Regions from separate parts of the Sus scrofa genome. Here regions 1, 2 and 4 are each linked to region 3. The links are chromatin contacts, called in public Hi-C and HiChIP or PLAC-seq maps. All regions are on one chromosome and are shown on one strand. Each heading gives the region's core, a stretch centred on a gene start, on an enhancer-like site or on the middle of the called end of the contact. The rest is flanking DNA. Distances are from core to core; before and after follow the strand shown.

The links. A called contact is a pair of places that touch in the nucleus more often than the background predicts. HiChIP or PLAC-seq counts read pairs in DNA pulled down with a chosen protein or histone mark.
Region 1: an H3K27ac HiChIP or PLAC-seq map of alveolar macrophages shows a contact between it and region 3. The contact joins two enhancer-like sites. A contact is called at or near these places in 1 of 47 Hi-C or Micro-C datasets (epiblast stem cells) and 1 of 2 datasets of contacts at active chromatin or transcription factors (alveolar macrophages).
Region 2: an H3K27ac HiChIP or PLAC-seq map of alveolar macrophages shows a contact between it and region 3. The contact joins two enhancer-like sites. A contact is called at or near these places in 1 of 47 Hi-C or Micro-C datasets (embryonic fibroblasts) and 2 of 2 datasets of contacts at active chromatin or transcription factors (alveolar macrophages and skeletal muscle).
Region 4: a Hi-C map of alveolar macrophages shows a contact between it and region 3, with 2.2 times the contacts expected there. The contact joins two enhancer-like sites. A contact is called at or near these places in 5 of 5 promoter capture datasets (fetal liver, fetal skeletal muscle, liver and 1 more), 36 of 47 Hi-C or Micro-C datasets (adipocytes, adipose tissue, alveolar macrophages and 18 more) and 2 of 2 datasets of contacts at active chromatin or transcription factors (alveolar macrophages and skeletal muscle).

Annotation. Positions count from the first base shown.
Region 1 is chr7:64,566,465-64,569,164 of Sscrofa11.1, forward strand. No RefSeq gene overlaps it. Among named protein-coding and RNA genes, the nearest start is that of PSMA6, 36 kb to the right of the region's middle. Within about 2 kb of position 1,362, at least 37 of the 83 cell types and tissues checked have an H3K27ac peak or open chromatin away from gene starts, as enhancers often do. A contact at or near this core is called in alveolar macrophages, where this site is marked.
Region 2 is chr7:64,537,319-64,540,018 of Sscrofa11.1, forward strand. No RefSeq gene overlaps it. Among named protein-coding and RNA genes, the nearest start is that of NFKBIA, 31 kb to the left of the region's middle. Within about 2 kb of position 1,418, at least 15 of the 83 cell types and tissues checked have an H3K27ac peak or open chromatin away from gene starts, as enhancers often do. A contact at or near this core is called in alveolar macrophages, where this site is marked.
Region 3 is chr7:64,729,144-64,731,843 of Sscrofa11.1, forward strand. The region is part of intron 4 of KIAA0391 (mitochondrial ribonuclease P protein 3); the gene reads right to left. Among named protein-coding and RNA genes, the nearest start is that of PPP2R3C, 32 kb to the right of the region's middle. Within about 2 kb of position 1,333, at least 6 of the 83 cell types and tissues checked have an H3K27ac peak or open chromatin away from gene starts, as enhancers often do. A contact at or near this core is called in alveolar macrophages, where this site is marked.
Region 4 is chr7:64,492,404-64,495,103 of Sscrofa11.1, forward strand. All of the region lies in intron 1 of LOC110261573 (a long non-coding RNA gene), which reads right to left. Among named protein-coding and RNA genes, the nearest start is that of NFKBIA, 14 kb to the right of the region's middle. Within about 2 kb of position 1,283, at least 19 of the 83 cell types and tissues checked have an H3K27ac peak or open chromatin away from gene starts, as enhancers often do. A contact at or near this core is called in alveolar macrophages, where this site is marked.

The DNA.
Region 1 (2,700 bases), core at 112-2,611, 160 kb before region 3:
GGGTGACAATGCCAGGTCCTTAATCACTGAGCCACCAGGGAGCTCCTCAAGATTTTAAACTGAAGGCACTATGAAAGCTCAGGTGTAGACACTCTCAGGCTGGATTAATACTGATGAACATAGTGCTTTGCTGGGCCTGGGGGCTTGAGGAAGAACGTCCCTGGGCACCTGCTGGGTGCTGGCACCTTCACATAGAGCCTCCTGTTCAATCCTTGGTGTTAAGAATCTTGCCAGCAGGACAAGCTGACCAATGTTCTTCCTCAGCTCCTCCCAGGAAGCCAGGCTACATTAAAGCAGGGTCTTTGGAGGCCTTGGAAATGCAGGTGTTTTCCACTTAGACTCCAGAGCAGGAGCTTCATGTTCCCTGTGCCCCAGGAAGATGAGAAGGACCCAGATGGCAGGAAGGGTGTCCTCTGGACACTTGGCTGGGAGCCCAGTTGCCTGGGTGCCAGGTCCAGCAAGGCCTCCCCACCCCTCTGGGGCCCAGTCAGAGGGAGGAAGGAAGGAAGCCATGCAAGATAGGATTTCCCCACCCCAAGGCCTGCAATCTTCCTGGCCCTAGTCACCTGATAAGCAAGCTGGTTTGTAGCTGACCTGTGTAGTTTTACACCGGTAACAAAAGCCACTGGGAAGTTACAAAAATCCTCCTGCACAGGTAGGCTTTAAGCGGCCATACTTGTTCAACAAGGGTGTGAAGGGGGGGAGTGAAAGAGCCCCAGACCGTCTGTAGGGGCGACTCTCTTCAGGGCCTGCTGGCTCGGCCCAGCGGCACAGAAGTTCCCCAGCTCTCCTCCCCTTTCTTCTGGGCCTTGGGGCGCTTTGACGTCTGCCCCTCCCTCCCAGCTGGTCTTGACTCACACGTTCCCTGGGTGAGCCACCTATCCTCTGGCCCCCTTCCACCGACTCCGCCCAGGTCCCTGGGACACCCCGGGTGAGGAGTCGCTGGGAAGGCAGGCTGTGGGTGCAGGCCCGGGGCCTCCCCGCTCTGTGCGGGGGCTCGTGAGGGCTCTGCAGGCCAGGGTGAGGGGGGAGAGGGGCACAGGGAGTGGTAGACAACCGAGACCCGCTTCCCCTCAGAGCTCCAGGGGGCTCTTTTGGTTCCTGGGAGGGTTGGAAGCCGCTTGCTTCCTGATGCCATCTTGTGTGCTCCTCCAGCAAGACAAGGTGCTCATCAGGGCAGCAGTTATCCTGAGGGCCCGGGACCAGCCTTCGTGTGTCATGGGAAAGCAGCCATGGAGGGCCTAGGAAAGAACCTCTTCACCCACAAAGAAGCCGAATTTGGCTCCCAGGCTGAACCACAAGCCTTATGCTGATTACACAAGGCCACGCCTGCTCAGCTCTGGCTGGGGAGGGAGGCTTTGTAACTGAGGCTGGCTTCTGCCTCACTGACCCTGCCCCTTGCGTGAAAATGTTCTCAGGAAGTCACGTTCTGGAAGGTCAGGATGCTTTCGAAACTTGAAAGCATTGAAGAGCCATTCTGGAAGAGCTCCACCAGCCCCTGCTGATAGACAGCAATACTGTTCTTTTCAGCACTTTAAACGTGTCATGGCATTTAATTCTCATTGCATCCCTTGGACATGGATCCTTATATCCTGTTCAAGAGGAGAAAACCCAGGCTGTAAAGTACTCAGCTGTGGATTGAGAACTGAATGAGGCTCTTTGTTGGAGAGTTGAAGTCCCTGGCACTTGAGTCAGGGACGGAAGCCTGGGGATACAGGTGGCCCTTTCCACCTCTCTAGTCAGTGTCTTTGTCACCTCGGTCTCCTTGAGGCCTGGTTTGAAATGGAGCAAGTGCAGAGCTGGGATTTTGATGCCGGTCTGCAGCCTTTGGGAGCTGTTGGTGTAACTGAGCTGAATCCTGTGGTGACTTCCCAGAGTGGACCCCTGCTCATGTCCTCCGCTTGCTTGCCTTATTATCTATAGAAAAACCTCAGTCAAAGAACCAATTTGATCAGAGAAGTGAGGAGTTCCCATTGTGGCGCAGTGGAAACACATATGACTAGGAACCATATGGTTTTGGGTTTGATCCCTGACCTCGCTCAGTGGGTTAAGGATCCAGCGTTGCCATGAGCTGTGGTGTAGGTTGCAGACGCTGCTTGGATTCAGTGCTGCTGTGGCTGTGGCGTAGGTCGGCAGCTACAGCTCCGATTAGATCCCTCCATATGCCGTGGGTGTGGCCCTAAAAAGACAAAAGACCAAAAAAAAAAAAAAAATCAGAGAAGTGAGAAAAATACAGAGAAAAATGAAAATGGTAATAATAATAATTTAGCCATTCAAAAAGTCAAGGACCTTTAGTTCTTCAGACTACAGATAATATTCTGAGCCATGTCCTTGGAGCTCTTTTGCAGGCGACAAGAAGTCAACTATGTGCTGCCCACAAGCACATAGACCCCAGACCTGTTGAAACCAGAATGACTCCCAATTACCTCACCACCTGCCAATCAGGAAAATGTCCCCGAGCTGATCACACCCTGTTCCTCCAACATTGTAAGACTCCTCCCTACCCCCTCCAAAGGGGTGGCGGGGGCACACAGTCCTTGAGATACTAGCCTGCTGTAATCCCCTCCTCGCCTGGCAATTAAAGCTACTTTTTCTGTTTCCTCCAACTCTGTCTCCGCATTTCTATTTGGCATCGGTGCCAGTGTACAGAAGCAGCCGCTATTTTGGCAACATTGGCCATGACTTCAGCAGGAATCTCCC
Region 2 (2,700 bases), core at 168-2,667, 190 kb before region 3:
AAGTTCCCAGGCCAGAGACTGAATCTGAGCCACACCTGCAGCAACGATGGATCTGCTAAACTGCTGCACCAGGCAGGGGATGGAACCCGCACCTCTGAGCCCCTGCAGTCAGATTCTGAACCCACTGCATATCACAGCAAGAACTCCAGTTACATACTTCCTTGATGTATTCCTTTGGTAATTCCTAGAGAGGCAAGGCTTTGGCTGCTCAGCCCTGCAGGCCTCCCCGTAACTGGCACATGGTAATCCCAGCTCAGGTCCCCTGTCATGGAAAGGGATGGCAGTGCAGTTTTTGTCCCAGACAGCAGCACAGAGGGGCTGGAAGAATCAACAAAAGAGTCCTGCCCTCTGGATTCCAGGGGAATATTCCAACCAGTCAGAGTCCTCCTGGGGCTGAAGGTTTTCCCAGGGGTGGCTGCAAGGACTAACTCTAGTGCAGGACCCAGGGTCCCGCCTGTCACTTCTTCCCTTCTGCCCTCCAGTCACCCTTCTCCAGCTTTGGGAGCAGGTAGCAAGTCCCCTCCACTCCAGGGCTTTCAGCAGGATGGCCCTGGGCTGTCAGATCGGGTTAGGCCAGAGGAGGGTGGGTGGGAAGGAACCCTTCTCAGTGGTCCACCCCTTGGGTGGGCATCTCAAGATAAGCCATCCCTCCAGCTCCTCCATGAGGATGATCTGGCTTCCGCCTCTTCCTCCAGCCACACATTTGCATGAAGAGTTGGGAGACTGGATATGGGGGAGGGAGACAAAAGAGCCCTGAGACTTGAGACCTGGGGGTTGGTGCCAATTTAAATTCTGCCTCAGGCAGAGCAGGCTTGGAACAAGGAATGTGTATCTGAACACCTGCTGCATGCTGGGCATTGTGCCAGGCCCTTTGCATAGATCCTCATCTAATCCTCACCGTAATTTAGGAGGTACACAATCTAGGCCCATTTTACAGATGAAAAAAAGAAGATTCAGTGAGTTTAACTTAATTGCCCAGAGTTACACAGCCACCTGAGGGAAGTAGCCCTGGTTTTATTGGAGGCATTGTCCTTTCAGACTGAGGGTCCCTCAGCAAAAGCTCCTGGGGACTATGAATGCCTAAGGCTGGACCAGGAGGTGCAGCCTGAGGAAATGTGTGTGGAAGGCTGGCTTGGGGAGTAAGGCAGCTCTGTCACAGACTGGCTGGGGCTCTGGGTGCCCCAGCAGCCAATGGGGAGCTATGGAAGAGATTTGCACAGGTCCCCTCGTTCCCCCACCTGCAGTTAGTAAGGGTCCCCAAGCCTAAGATTCTGGCGTGGATGAAGGCTACTTCCCAGCTGATGCACTTGAAAAAAGTCCCTGCCTCTACCATGGGCCGCAGAATGCTGTGTAATTTCCTCTGTGGGTCAGTCCTCCACCAAGTGCGATGACAGGGCCATGAGTCAGGTTCAGCCCATCACTGCCAAGCCACCACAGCTGCCAGCTGCTCCCTGCCTTCTCCCATCTCTGCTCCATCCAGCATAGGAGAGGAGGGGCTACTCCAGGGACGGTCAGGCAGGCATCCACTGTGGGCCACACCAGACCCAGAGCACGTCAGGAGTCGGGAGGAGTTCTGGGGTATGGATGGTGTGACCGTGTCTGACCCAAGTGGGTCAGCCTCAAGCTTCCACGTCAGGAATCGAGGTGCCCCAGCAAGCTGTTTGGACTGGGCCTGACCACCCCTACTCAACTCCCAAGTAAGAACATTCTCCACCTTCCTCTTAAGCTCAGGAGTCCTGCGGAGGAATTTGCTCCTCGCAGAAAAGGACACTTCCAAGCTCCTTTTTTGGCTCATAGTAATGAATACAACTAGGACCCATGAGGATACAGGGTTTGATCTCTGACCTCACTCAGTGCGTAAGGATCCGGCATTGCTATGAGTTGTGGTGTAGGTCACAGATGAGGCTCAGATCCTGTGTTGCTGTGGCTGTGGTGTAGGCTGGTGGTTGCAGCTCCAATTTGACCCCTAGCCTGGGAACTTCCATATGCTTTGGGTATAGCCCTAAAAAGACAAATATATAAATAAAAATAAAAATTTTTTAAAAATCAGTGGTTACTTCAGCTGCCTTTAAGGAATTCACACATAGCCAAGGCCTTGAAACTCAAGAACTTTTGAGTTTTGGAAAATAAGAAGGAAAATTTTTGGACTCTTTGTTCTGAGCTGATAGTGGCTCACCCAGAGCCCTTTGGGTGGGGAGGCACTGGCTGGGGTGCCAGTCCCCCTTCTGCGTAATTTAAAGCCACGTGCTCTGTGTCACCAAGACTGTGATTCAACTGTGTGCTTAGCACGGCTCATTCACAGAGGGGCGAAACTGCTCTGTAGGCACTTTTCAAAGCAACAGCTCTCCACCTCCTGGAGGGAAAACCAGGATACACAGAAGGGTCTTTCCAGCTGCCCAGGGGAGGGGACCCCAGAACCGGGACTGGGAAGTGTTCAGTCCTGGGTCCGTTAGGCGACTAAATGAACAACAGAGAAAAATGAGTCCAAGCTGCTGTAAACCCTAAAGCCCATGGAAGTACTCCCTGCTCTCCTGCTTCTTAGCAAAGAGGAGTGAGGTCTGTGTGGTCCCCAGGAGGGAGCCTGGACCTCCACAGAGGGAGCTGGCAACAGGCTGGGGGCAAAGAGGTCCATGCCCCAGGGGCTTGCCCTCTCTCTCCGTCTGAACCCCCTCCCCCAAGAAGGTAAGGGGTGGCCCTGTG
Region 3 (2,700 bases), core at 83-2,582:
CTTTTCTTCTGTTGCCATTAACTAAGCAAGCGATAGCAGCTAAATATTAAGCACTCTTCCACCCTCAGAAAACATACAACAGACTAATGAGGAGGTAGGATTACTGGTATAGTATAACAGCATGTGTAACAGAATCCAAAGAGCATTTGAGTCCTGGCTTCATAACTTAAAACTGTGTAGCTCTGGCAAGTTAATTAACTTCTCTGAGCTTCAGTTTCCCCTCTGTATTTATAATACTCCTTCCCTCAAAGTTATTATGATGATTAAATGGTACAATTTTTTTTTCTTTTTCAGCTACTCCATGACATATGGAGTTCCCAGGCCAGGGATCAGATCTGAGCTGCAGTTGTGACCTATGCTGCAGTACGGCAATGCGGAATCCTTTAACCCACTGTGCCACAGTGGGAACTTCTAAAAGGTATCATTAAATGCATGGTAACTATGACCTAAGAAATATAAACCTTGGATAATTTAACACATAAATAAGATTTATTGCACACCTACTAGATGCCAAACATTAAGAAGGGTGCCATGTCCCTCGAAGAGTTTATACTGTGGTTGAAGAGACAACAGATGCTGATGTGAAAAACTCAGCACTAAAACAAGAACATATGGTATAGGATTAACAGCCAAATGTGTGCCAAAGTTCATAAATGCTCTCCGTTCAAAGGAAGAAAAGATAGATACAGAGGTCGAAAAGGGTTGTGGAAGAAAAGGGACTTGAGACAAGTCTTGTAGGAAAAACAGGACTTGGGAGACATGGAAAATGTACTCTATGCATTTTAGATGAAGGGGAAAAGCAGAGGAAGAAAACAGCAAAGCAGTCCAGAGCCAGCGAGTAGCCAACGCCAGCTGAAGCAGGTGTTTGGAGGGGAAACTAATAAGAGATGAGGCTGGAGGGAGTTCTGTGGTGGTTCTGCACTTGCCAGTCAGCTTGCAAAGTATCACACTGCTAATGAAAGCAGGGGTCCATCAAGAAGGATGCCTACCTTTGAGGAAGCTGGGTTTATCTGCTAATTCAAATCATCTGAGCATATCTGGTACTGACACAAAGGCCGTGAGGTAATTTTTTTAAAACTATATTTAAATCATCAGTGAGGGTAGCTCAAGCCATACACATTCCACTCTTCCAATGATAAGTCCCCAAAAGAGAAGCCAGCATTCCTTTAAGTGCAGGAAATCACATCTTACTTCTCTACAGTTGCTGCACAGCTGAGGAAATGCAAAAACAAAGAGGAAATGTGCCTGGAGAGCTTATTAACAAAGAGTGGAAATCCCCTCCCTCCACATCTCCCAATTAGCACTGCTGAGGATGTTTAAGCTCTCCGGCTCAAATTCCCCTTCATGGAAGGCCTAACCACACAGAACCAATCTACAGCTGCCATCCGCACTAAGGCAGGGATAGAGGCACACTGGAGCATTCCACGTTGCCTCTCTGGCTTTAGTTTTCACTATATAATGGGTTAGCATGGACAGGTTTTTGTTTTGTTTTGTTTTTTAACTCTGGAACAACTGTTAATAGCCCTTTTGCAAAGCAAAAACAATGTGGTTCAATCGGCTCTCTCCAAACTCTGATCTAACTTTTGTTTCTCATGCATTTCATAAATGAAAAAAGAAACATCTTTTGCACCAAATGCAATTGACATGGCAAGTTCCAGTATTTTAAAAATATTATTTGATGGAGTTCCCATCATTGCTCAGTGGTTAACGAATCTGACTAGGAACTATGAGGTTGCAGGTTCAATATCTGGCCTCGCTCAGTGGGTTAAGGATCTGGTGTTGCCATGAGCTGTGGTGTAGGTCAAAGACGCAGCTCGGATCCTGAGTTGCTGTGGCTGTGGTATAGGCCGGCAACTACAGCTCCAATTAGACCCCTCGCCTGGGAACCTCCATATGACTCGTATGCGGCCCTAGAAAAGACAAAAAGACCAAAAAAAAAATTGAGTAAAGAGATGGACTTTCACTTTCTATGGGGACATTTCTGAACCATTCTTTTTTTTTTTTTTTCTTTTTTTGTCTTTTTGTCTCTCTTTGTTGTTGTTGTTGTTGCTATTTCTTGGGCCGCTCCCGCGGCATATGGAGGTTCCCAGGCTAGGGGTTGAATCGGAGCTGTAGCCACCGGCCTACACCAGAGCCACAGCAACACGGGATCCGAGCCGCGTCTGCAACCTACACCACAGCTCACGGCAACGCCGGATCGTTAACCCACTGAGCAAGGGCAGGGACCGAACCCGCAACCTCATGGTTCCTAGTCGGATTTGTTAACCACTGCGCCACGACGGGAACTCCATTTATTTATTTATTTATTTATTTATTTTTGTCTTTTTGTCTCTCTTTGTTGTTGTTGTTGTTGTTCCTATTTCTTTGAACCATTCTCATCTTTTATAATGAGGATGTTTGGGGAAAAAAATACTACAAGATGTTGCCTCTGCAGGAAATTCACTAAGGATACATTGTTTTATAATCCCCCTCTTCATAACTTCTGAAGGCATATAAGCATTTATTTAATACATCAGTTTAAAAAAAAAAGATTTTTACAACAGAAATTTCAAACATATACAAAAGCAGACAGAATAATATAATAATAAATCCCAATGAATCCATAAACTAACTTTACCAACTCATGGCCAATCTTGTTTCATGTGTACCCCACCTACTCCATCCCCCTTTTCCCAGTTATTTTTGAAGCATATCTCAAAC
Region 4 (2,700 bases), core at 33-2,532, 240 kb before region 3:
ACTTTCAATTGAGCTGAACTACATTTGAACCGAGCAGATTAACCACATCAAAACTCACCTCCAGCACAAAGGCCTTTCTAGTAAGTGGAACTGGGGGTCTCCCCTCTCACCTAGCATCATTCCTAAGTCCAAACACTAGAGGTATTTTACCAAAGTTGCTCGATGACTTGGTGAGAATATTGAAACAGGCTTTAAATGTAAAGAGTAGTTGTGCTGAATGACCTTTAAAGATCACTTAGGTCCCCACGATTTAAGATTCTAAGGCTCAAAAAAAAAAAAAAAAAAAAAGTCCCTACCCCAAAGAGCCCCCAGCAGGACCAATTGCCTAGGCTCCTGGAGTGGCCCATGAGTGGTATATTTTTCTGGGTGGGACAGAGGGCCTGCTCTAGAGAGATGGGGAACTCACCTCCAGAAACTCACCCTCTACCCTGTGTGGGCCACTAAGCGCCTAGAATCCATGGAAAGAAAAAAAACTCAGCAGGGCAAACTTTAAAAAAAAAAATTTGCCTCCCCCCACCGCCCCCCATGTGCAGTGGCAGACCAGGGATTGAACCCGGGCCGCAGCAGTAAAAGCACAGAGTTCTGACCTCTAGACCACCAGGAAACTTCTAAAACTTGTTTTTAAATCCCATGCTTTATAATTTTTCCCCCACAGATACCTTGACAATTCGCCAATGCGACTTCAAAACTGTATTGTACTCAAGGAAACCAATGTGGTCTCTGAAGACTCAAAACCAAATTGTGAGGGAAGCTTAGAATTCACTTTGTTCTGCTAGAGCTAATTTCTCATGTACCAATGGGAAAACATTAATTCTCATAAATCTCCCTCCATTCTCAGAGACCTAGGATATAATCTCCTAAAGCCCAGGACTGCATCTTTTTAGCCCTATGTTTTGGGGCAGGACCTAGCCCCACAGACAACACTCAAACACTTTGCTCTGCCCCAGATTCAATTCTATTCCAGGTCCAACTGTGTAGGTGAGAACAGAAGAAAATGCAAAATTTTTTATTAGGATCATGATCCGTCAAGCCTAGTAGTTTGCCTGCTATGTGTTTGAATATAAATTCTGTCACCTTCCAGAGCAACAAACATTCTCATCTGTCCTTTAACGTGTTAGTGAGTCTTCCCCGCCCCCAGTACAGGTGGCTGTGGGGTGGGCCAGGACCCAAAACTCTCAACCATAAAAAGAATGTAGGCTGACAAACTGAAAGTCTGAGCCACTGCCCACGACTCATATGGGTGGGGTCCTTTTTTCCCAGAAGCACAGACAATGTTATTTGTAATACAGAAAAAATGTGGCAGATGTTGCCAGGGCAATTCTTTCAGCACTGAGTGAAAAGGTTGGGTGGGGGCAGGGCATAGATGAGGAAGGGGAGGGCGAGATATGCACTTACACACAGAAAAGGTGGTCAGAGAAAAACACATTTCCTCCGAGGTCTGTCTCTCCAGCCTGGTCTGTATTCAGTTTGGGGGTAGGGGGAAACAGGCAGCTGAGCAAACTCCTTAGCCACTTGGTGGAGACAATTTCTAGCAGCTTTCAGTATCGGGAGAGTATTTGGGACCTAATATTCCCTCACAAGCAGATAGTACAGTTTAGTACCAGAGAAGCAGAGTGACGTTTTGGGGAGGAACTTCCTAAATGTTCCAAACCCACTCCTAAGAGCCCAGCATTGACCTGGCTTTCTGGGATCTCTGACTTCATTTCCTATTACTCTTCCCCTGACTCACCCCACTTCACCCACCCTGACTCCCTGCTGCTCCTCCAAGAGTGCACCCACCTCAGGACCTTTGCACCTACTGAACATTGTCCACGCCCTCAGCTCTCCCTTCCTTTAGGTCTTTTCTTCAGTGTTGCCCTCTCACCTTCCCAGCCACCCTACTTAAAATGTCAGTGTGTCCTCCTGTCTTGACATTTCTACTGCTTTCTCTGATTTATTTTTCCCCTAAGTACTCTCACTAATGTATTCTTTTTTTTCTTTTTTTTTTTTAGGGCCACACCCATGGCATATGCAATTCTCAGGCTAGGGGGTCAAATCAGAGCTGCAGCTGCCAGCTCACCCCACGGCCACAGCCACAGCAATGTCAGATCCCAGCTACATCTGTGACCTATACCACAGCTCACGGCAACTCGGATTCCTTAATCCACTGAGGTCAGGGATCGAACCCGCATCCTCATGGATACCAGTCAGGTTTGTTTCTGCTGACCCACAACAGAAACTCTCTGACTATTGTCTTCTACATTTGACTTATTTATTCAGTGTGTTTGGGTCTCCTGCACAATGTAAGCTCTGTGAGGGCAGAGTTTGGGACTGTATCTCCCATGCCCAGAAGAGGGTCTAGAACAGAGCTATCGGTTTTGGGCCCTCAAAACCGATAGCTCCTACCTTTCCCCCTTCCCTCCCTCACCTCCAGTCACAAAGATCTGTAGATCCTTGTTCTTGGAACTCTTTGGCCACCTTTCCTCCTCGCTTTCCAGTCACTGCATGTAATCCGCCATCCAGTCTACTTGCCACACTGTCTTCCGAAGCACACCACGTAACATCCCTCACCAGTGTATTCTAGAGGCTCACCATGGCTCTCAAGGCACCAGTCCAACTTGTTTGTTTGGTCAACCTGTCCCTGCTTCATCTCCTTCCACCTGATACCCTCATCTCCCCCCACCGCATACCAAGCCACCTGCAACTGCTTGTTCCACACCC